2 separate regions of the Oryctolagus cuniculus genome follow, and region 1 is linked to region 2. The links are chromatin contacts, called in public Micro-C maps. All regions are on one chromosome and are shown on one strand. Each heading gives the region's core, a stretch centred on a gene start, on an enhancer-like site or on the middle of the called end of the contact. The rest is flanking DNA. Distances are from core to core; before and after follow the strand shown.

Region 1 (4,068 bases), core at 872-3,371, 150 kb before region 2:
ATTATCACCAGTGTCTTTATATAGTCATCCCCCAACTCCCTAGTTTCTGACAACCACTGATCTATGTTCTTTAGCTACAGTTTTGCTTTTTTTCTTTAATGTTACATATTGGACACTTAAGTTATGTTCCTTCTTTCAGTAGTTTATCCCTTTTCATTGCTGTGTAGTATTCTATTGCATTAATGTTCATCAGTTGGAGATTTCAGTTGTTTCATTCTTATTGATTGCAAATTAAGCCTCTATAAACATTTGTATAGAAATTTGAAAAGTTAATAATCAATTTGAAAGGCTGGGAGACAGCGTTCATCCATTGGTACACTCTGTGAATGCCCACATCAGCAAGGCTGCCACAACTGCTGCCTCAGTATCTGCATTAGCGGGAAGCTGGAGTCAGGACTCAAGCATGGTATGGAACCCAGCAGAGTGGACAGTGAGAGAGAGACAGAGAGAAAGGTCTTCCTTTATTGATGGTTTACCCTCCAATGGCTGCCGCGGCCAGTGCACCACGCTGATCTGAAGGCAGGAGCCAGGTGCTTCTCCTGGTCTCCCTTGGGGTGCAGGGCCCAAGCACTTGGGCCTCCTCCACTGCCTTCCCTGGCCACAGCCCAGAGCTGGCCTGGAAGAGGGGCAACCGGGACAGAATCTGGTGCCCCGACCGGGACTAGAACCCGTGTGCTGGCGCCGCAAGGCGGAGGATTAGCCTATTGAGCCGCGGCGCCAGCCCTCTTTCTACTTTCTTTTATTATTTTAAAAGATTATTTATTTGAAAGAGGAGAAAGAGAGAATCGGTCTTCCATCCCCAAATGCCCAACTGCCCGGACTGGGCCAGGCTAAAATCAGGAGCTTCATCTAGTCTTCCATGTGGGTGCAGGGGCCCAAACGCTTGGGTTATCCTCAGCTGCTTTCCAGGTGCACTAGCAGGAAGCTCCATTGGAAGTAGAGCAGCCAGGAGGGGAATGGGTAGACATGAGAGGGCAGTGCAGGTGGTAGTATGACCTGCTGAGCCACAGTGCCCACAGAGAGGTGGGCATCTTTTTTTTTTTGACAGGCAGAGTGGACAGTGAGAGAGAGAAAGACAGAGAGAAAGGTCTTCCTTCCGTTGGTTCACTCCCCAGTGGCAGCAGCGGCCGCGCACCGCGCTGATCCGAAGCCTCCTGGTCTCCCATGCAGGGGCAGGGTCCAAGGACTTGGGCCATCCTCCACTGCACTCCCGGGCCACAGCAGAGAGCTGGACTGGAAGAGGAGCAACCGGGACAGAATCTGGCATCCCGAGTGGGGTGCCGGCGCCGCAGGTGGAGGATTAGCCTATTGAGCCGGCGCTGGGCAGAGAGGTGGGCATCTTAACCACCATCTTGATTGCTAGCCTAGATGTCTGTCCCATATGGGAGTTTTGTGAGAATATGTTATTTCACTCAGATTTAGGAATGGATTGCTGTTGTGAAGTATGCAAATATTTAACTTCATGAGAAACTGTTGAACTTTTTTGCAGAGTCCCAGGATCTGTTTTTCACACTCATTGAGGATTTACCTGTATCCGGAGCTGAATGGTACAGGGTTAAATAGTTGAGATGGACACTGTATGGCCTTCAATTGCAATTGGTTGCTACCTGCCCCTTTACAGAAAATGTTTGTTGACCTTTGTCACAAGTCTACAGCCATAGCAGTTCATGGCCTGTTTACACTAATTTTATAAGCAATTTCATGGAATCTTCTCAAGCCAATGATCAACAGCACAATTATTCTATAGAATTTGATTGCTTAGGAACCGTAAGCAGACTTTGCTGTTGAAACAGGAAAGATATTTATATTAGTGGGAAATATTTTGTTGATGAAGGCCACGTTTAAAATATGTAAGTTTTCCTGTGATCAATGATAACGGAACTTGATACTTAAAAGGGTAAATATGATACCGAGTTGTTTATACTTTCACACACCGTGGCACACATCACATAATTAGCCCCAGAAGTACAACAGGCCGGCACTTCAGCAAGACGGCAGGGTGCCTTCCACCATCCTAGGGGGCAGCCTGGAGGCGCACGACACTGCGCACGCGCAGGCGTCACTCCGGCGCCAGCCTTTGCGGAGGGGCGGGACTTGCCCCGGCGTCTCTTCTTCCAACTGCAGCTTGTGGCAGCGCCATTTTGAATGTGCGGCTGCCGCGGGTGTGAGTCAGAGGAGGCAGGACCACGGGCTGAGTTCCCTGGTTGTCTTTTGACTTTCTGACTGCGTTTCCATAGATATATGTAGAGACGTAGACACCTAAGAGCTAGGCCTGCATCCAGTTTCTGAAGCGAACTCACTAAGATGATGTTAAGGGGAAACCTGAAGCAAGTGCGCATTGAGAAGAACCCTGCTCGCCTTCGCGCCCTGGAGTCCGCCGCGGGGGAGACCGAGCCAGCGGCCGCAGCGGCCATGGCGCTCGGGCTGGCCGGGGAGCAGGCGCCGCCCGCTCCTGCGCCCGCCGAAGACCACCCCGAGGAGGAGATGGGGTTCACCATCGACATCAAGAGTTTCCTTAAGCCGGGCGAGAAGACGTACACGCAGCGCTGCCGCCTCTTCGTGGGCAACCTGCCCACCGACATCACCGAGGAGGACTTCAAGCGGCTCTTTGAGCGCTACGGCGAGCCCAGCGAGGTCTTCATCAACCGAGACCGCGGCTTCGGCTTCATCCGCTTGGTGAGTCTGGCGGCCCGCGCGAGGGAACAAAAGGGCCCTCGGGGCGACCCCCGACGCCGCGGCTCGGCGGCCTGCGGCCCCGCTTGCGGGATCGGAGGACCCCGGCGGCCGACGCCTCCCTCCCGGCACCCTGCAGGCCCCGCCGGCCGCGCGCTGGGTCCCCGGGTCCCGAAAGGGGGCGGTTCGGAGTGCGAATTCCTCGAGGCAGATCGTGTTGGAAAGGAAATGAATGGGACAGGAATGCGGGATGGACGCTTCGGCCTGATCGGATGTTTTCACTGGGCAGATTGGCTTTTTATTTTCCCAGATCGTCTTCTAGCCCTGCGTGCGTGTAGCGGTAAATAAACCGCGTTCTGCCTTAGCGCAGCCCTTTCCCGAGAGCGGTGATGGGACGGTTTGCAGTGGTTACGGATCTAATACAATATTTTTCCGCCAGACGTCCTTTGGGTGGGTGATAGGTATTTTATACTTGTGCTTCCTACTGTTAGAATATTTACTTAGATTTCCTAGTACGAGAATGAGAATATTGTCTCTTATCTCCTTTTAATCATTATGCAAACATCGTGTCTCTTAAAACAAAAATTTGAACGTCGAGGGTTTACACTCAGGGCACAAGATAACGACTTTTGCTAGGCTTTCTCTGTGTGCTTTGTGGTGAATTCATCAGTGTTAGTTTTACAGCGTTGTTGTAGTTCACAATTCGATGCCACATTTTCTTTTTCCCCAAACAGGATTTTTTTTAAGAGGGAGAGTGTCTTCCCCAGCAACTGAATTTTCTCTGTTGTATTTCTAGTTAGACCCTTAAGTTTGATACTCATTGCAGCTTGGAAACTTTCTTATTATAACTTTGACTTCCACAATCGAATTCTCTCTGTGTGTGGACAGTGCAGACTTTAATAAATAGAGAAAATTGATTGTAGTTAAATAATGCTGTCTTTTTTTGAATACCAACACTTGAACATCTAAGTGGTATTAATGAGACAAATTTCCTCAAAATTCAAGTTAAATAATCAGTGTATTTTGAAGACAAAATTGCAAACAAATTTTGGAAATTAGAGAAACAGCTTGTCACTCCGTAGAACTCTTTGTATAAATTTACAAATTATCTTAAGGAAGTGAGGTGAACTTTTCAAAAGGGTATTACGTAACATTCTCATCATCCTTTGCCTCTGGCACCATCTTCGTCTATTCTGAAGTTGACATTCTGTAGGAGGAAGAATGGAGAGGCTGCACTTTGCTCTGTCAAAAGCTTTATACTTAAAAATAAACCAATAAGCAATTCATTTTCATGGGGAAGTCTTTCTTTTTCTCTTAAAGGCTGCTAGTAGTAAATTCCTCCATTAGTGCATCAGCACTGTCCTGTAGAACTTGCTGCAAGGATGGAACTGCTGT
Region 2 (4,471 bases), core at 1,153-3,652:
CTTGACTCCCAGCTTTGGCCTGGCCCAGCCCCAGCCATGGTGGCCATCTGGGGAGTGACCCAGTGGATGGAAGATTCTCTCTCAGTGTAACTCTTTCAAATAAATAAATAAATTTTAGAAAAGAAAAAGCCAGTGTCTGCTACATTAAAAAAAAAAATACAACAAGGGACCAGTGTTGTGCTGCAATGGCAGCATCCAATACAGGAATGCCAGTTAATGTCTTGGCCACTCAGCTTCCAATCCAGCTTCCTACTAATGAGCCTAGAAAAGCAGCCCTTGCACCCAAGTGGGAAACAGAATTGTGTTCCTCGTTCCTGGCTTCCACCTATGCCAGACCTGGCTGTTGTGGCCATTTAGGGAGCAAACAAGTATATGGAAGATTCTCTGTGTTGCTCTGCCTTTCAAATAAGTAAGTTGATTAACAAACCTTAGGGAAAAAATGACATAGGGACAGCTCACTGCATGGGGCCTTTGGACACTTCACTCAACTACTAAAACATTATTTTTATTTTTTTTTCTTTTAAAGATTTATTTATTTGAAAGTCAGAGTTACACATATAGAGAAGGAGAGGCAGAGGGAAAAAGAGAGGTCTTCCATCCGCTGGTTCACTCCCCAACTGACTGCAACGGCCAGAGCTGTGCAGATAGGAAGCCAGGAGCCAGGAGCTTCTTCCGGGTCTTCCCATGCTGGTGCAAGGGCCCAAGGACTTGGGCCATCTTCTACTGCTTTCCCAGGCCACAGCAGAGAGCTGGATCAGAAGTGGCGCAGCAGGGACCTGACCAGCACCCACATGGGATGCGGGCTCTGCAGGCTGTGGTTTCACCCACTACGCCACAGCACCGGCCCCTGAAACATTCTTTTTCTATATAGTCCATGCTTCTTCTCATTCCTCCCTACTCTCCAGTTCAGAATTCACTCACTCATTCAATAATCTGATTCATACTAAGCAATTAGCATAAGCTAAGCACTGGACTAAGTACCAGTGATGCAAAGATTAATTTAAAAAAAAAAAACCTATCTTTACTTAATGTATGCTAAACTGATCTGTATATAAAGAGAATCGAAAATGAATCTTGATGTGAATGGAAGGGGAGAGGGAGTGGATAAGGGGAGGGTTGCGGGTTGGAGGGACGTTATGTGGGGGGGGGGGGCCCACACCACCTAGTTTAAAGGAGTCCACAATCTAACAGAAGAACAAACATAAAGAAGGCTGATGCCTTAACAGAGGTCTATCCAAAGGGCAGTAAGGGCGGAGAAGAGAAAGCACCTCACTCCGTGGGCTTGAGGGCAGAGGAATCTATCCCCCAAAAGACTTGAAAAGCCGAGCAGGATTTCACCAAAGAAGGAAGAGAGCAGCCCAGGCCAAGAGGGCAGTGAACACCAAGGCACAACTGGGAGGGGGAATTTAAGTTTATTGTATAGCCACAGTCAAAACGCATAAGGGACAGAGGGATGATACCGATCAGGTTCTGAAGGCCTTTATAACGCCAGCCTCGTGGACGGGACTGAGATGTTATTTCAGGGTGAACGCTAATTCCATACGGTTTTCAACCAGGGAACGATTACGGTTTTGGCCAACACTGGACCGATGGCGAACAATGGACTGTGAACACAGCACCGTCTACGACTCTTGTCCAGCACGGGGCAGCAGCCCAGCTCTGTGCACAGATGACCACAGAAGTCCTTCACTAGTGGTCTGCCCTCTTGGGACGCCCACCCCACAGCCCAAACGGCTTCACCCCTTCTGCCAGAGAACTTCCTGGAGCATCCCCTTCACCATCACGGCCCAGGGAGTCCGTTCCGAAATGTCCCACTGCCTCGCCCACGACTTCGATTCGGCTCGGGCCGGTCCCTTCGCTGCTCCTGTTTTGAGTCTAGAAACGCGAGCGTCCCCGGCTCGCACCCTCTCGCCCGGCCCCTCACTCGGGACCCCTCCCCGGGCTGGCCCTCTCGCCGGGACGAGCGCCCCCGCCCGCCCCCTCACGCCGGGGTCCCCCTCCACGTACTCCCTCGGTCTTCATGTCCAGGATCTTCTCCACCTCGAACACATCCTCCCCGTCCTCCTCGCTGTCTCCAATGGCCTCCGCTCCTTTCGCGACTCCGTCCTTGTCTGGATCCGCGGCTCCAACTCCTTCGACTTCGTAAGACTCAACATTGCTGCAGGCATCGGACACAGGTACTGCGGTCACACTTGTCTCTTCTGCGACCGGCTCCACCGCCGCCATCGCAGGCGCGCCAAAAACCGCCCTGAAAAACCGGCTGCGACATACACCGCGGAGCCGCCTCGCGCTCCACGCCCGGCCTTAAGCCACTTCGGCGGCGTCACGAGGCCATGAGGAAGTCAGCCAATGGCCGGCTAGGCCATCCTGGACTGACAAGTACGGGAGCCAATCATAAATGCGGGGGCAGGGGAGCCGCGCGGAGCCTACGGGAAGCGGGAAGGCGGGCGGCGGAGCGCCCTGGGCGGAAGGACGGTGTTGGGGGAGGTGCAGGAGGGGTCCCCGCGGGGAGGACACGGGGCTGCTGCCGGTCCTTGTGGCTGGGCAGGGCCGGCACGGTGGCCGCAGGAGGGGGCACCGAGCCTGAGGAGGTGTCGCAGAGGCTCGGGGAAGTGGGAAGGGGCCCTGGGATAGGGGGCGGCGCCCAGGGACTGAGATGGGGCTGGACCTCAGGATTGTCTTGTAAAGGGACCCTGTGTGCTTGGCGCCACCGGAGCAGAGCGGAATGGCTGCCCAGGAATCCATATATTGTTTGGTTTACTGGTGTGAATAATCCAATCGTATATGTCTTCTGGCAGTTATATTTTAATGAGGTTGTTTAAAGATAAGGAAATTTATTGGCCTAATAAAACATGTCTTTCCCAAGTTCTAGTACCTTTTTTATCAGTTAAAAATATCAGAGGGAGGGGGTGCTCCCCCCGGAGACGTCTGCGAGTTGGTTTAATCCAGGTGCTGTGCTTGTAGGCCTGGGAGGCCACGGGTGGCGGTCTCTGTCACCCACGTGGGAGGCCCGGATAGAGTTCCCGGCTCCTGGGCTTCCTGGCTGGGGCATGAACCAGCACACAGAACACCCTCTGATGCCTGCTTAGTAGGTTGTGTAGCCCCTGCATGCCATATGGGCGCCAGTTGGAGCCCAGACTGCTGTGGCCTTGGAAAGCAGAGGAAGATGACCTTTGGCCCTGCCCCGACCTGGGAGACCTGGAAGAAGTTCCCAGCTCCTGGCTTCCGTTGCCCTTGGGCCATTAGATAGTAAACCAGCAAATGAAAGATTTCTCTTTCCCTCTGACTCTGCCTTTCAAATAAATAAATCTTTTTTTCTTTTTTAAAGAAATAGACTTACCTTTTTTTTTCTGTCTCCCTGCCTCCTCCCACCCCTCTGGTCCTACCTTTCCTATGAATAAAAGAAAACATTTTAAAAATCAGAGAAAGGCGTGATGAAAGGTTTTGTCCAGATTATTAGTAACTGACAGAGATAGTTGCCCACACGTAGCGAAATACTGCTAGGAAGATCTATTTAAGGACAAAATATTTTTCTCATTTCGAATTTCAAATAAGCAACTAAAATCTTTATGGCCATGAACTTTTCACAACACCAACCCCACAAAAAAATCTTTAAAAGAAAATGATGGCCGGCGCTGCAGTTCACTAGGCTAATCCTCCACCTGCGGCGCCGGCACACCGGGTTCTAGTCCCGGTCGGGGTGCCGGATTCTGTCCCGGTTGCCCCTCTTCCAGGCCAGCTCTCTGCTGTGGCCAGGGAGTGCAGTGGAGGATGGCCCAAGTGCTTGGGCCCTGCACCCCATGGGAGACCAGGAGAAGCACCTGGCTCCTGGCTCCTGCCATCGGATCAGCACGCCGGCCACGGCGGCCATTGGAGGGTGAACCAACGGCAAAGGAAGACCTTTCTCTCTGTCTCTCTCTCACTGCCCACTCTGCCTGTCAAAAAAAAAGAAAGAAAGAAAGAAAGAAAGAAAGAAAGAAAGAAAGGAAGGAAGGAAGGAAGGAAGGAAGGAAGGAAGGAAGGAAGGAAGGAAGGAAGGAAGGAAGGAAGAAAGAAAATGATTAGGCAAAGATAGGAACTGGGATGTTCAGTGTGCCAAAGTGTCTCCACAGATTATTTAATGATTATAGGGGAGTGCTGTCTTCACATTCAAAACCCACCGATCAATTTTAGCATTACTAAGAGTAGAACAAGCAGACTATGCCTCCCATTGAGGATCCCTAATCTATGGCCTTCAGATCTAATTTCCATTTTACAAGAACAAAAGGATCAGAGGAAAGGGAAACAATCAGACAAATCCAGGAAGTGGTAAACTCTGTTGGACAATTGAGTCTGTCTCAAGTCAAAGGAAGAAAGATGGTTCTAAATTTGTAAGAACTTAAAAAACAGGACAACATAGTTTAAGTATTTGTATTTTAAATATTAATGGTTCATTACACTATTCTCTGCTTTTATGAGATATGCTTTCTGA

Evidence for each region. A called contact is a pair of places that touch in the nucleus more often than the background predicts.
Region 1: a contact with region 2 is called in a Micro-C map of ear pinna, with 6 times the contacts expected there. The contact joins the promoter of PSPC1 here to the promoter of MPHOSPH8 in region 2. A contact is called at or near these places in 2 of 6 Hi-C or Micro-C datasets (ear pinna and an unstated tissue).

What each region holds. Positions count from the first base shown.
Region 1 is chr9:90,758,025-90,762,092 of mOryCun1.1, reverse strand. PSPC1 (paraspeckle component 1) reads left to right here and starts at 2,121. Exons shown (of 9, transcript XM_008259953.4): 1 at 2,121-2,676. The coding sequence starts at 2,305.
Region 2 is chr9:90,610,360-90,614,830 of mOryCun1.1, reverse strand. It overlaps MPHOSPH8 (M-phase phosphoprotein 8), which reads right to left and starts at 2,402. Exons shown (of 13, transcript XR_011378893.1): 1 at 2,008-2,402.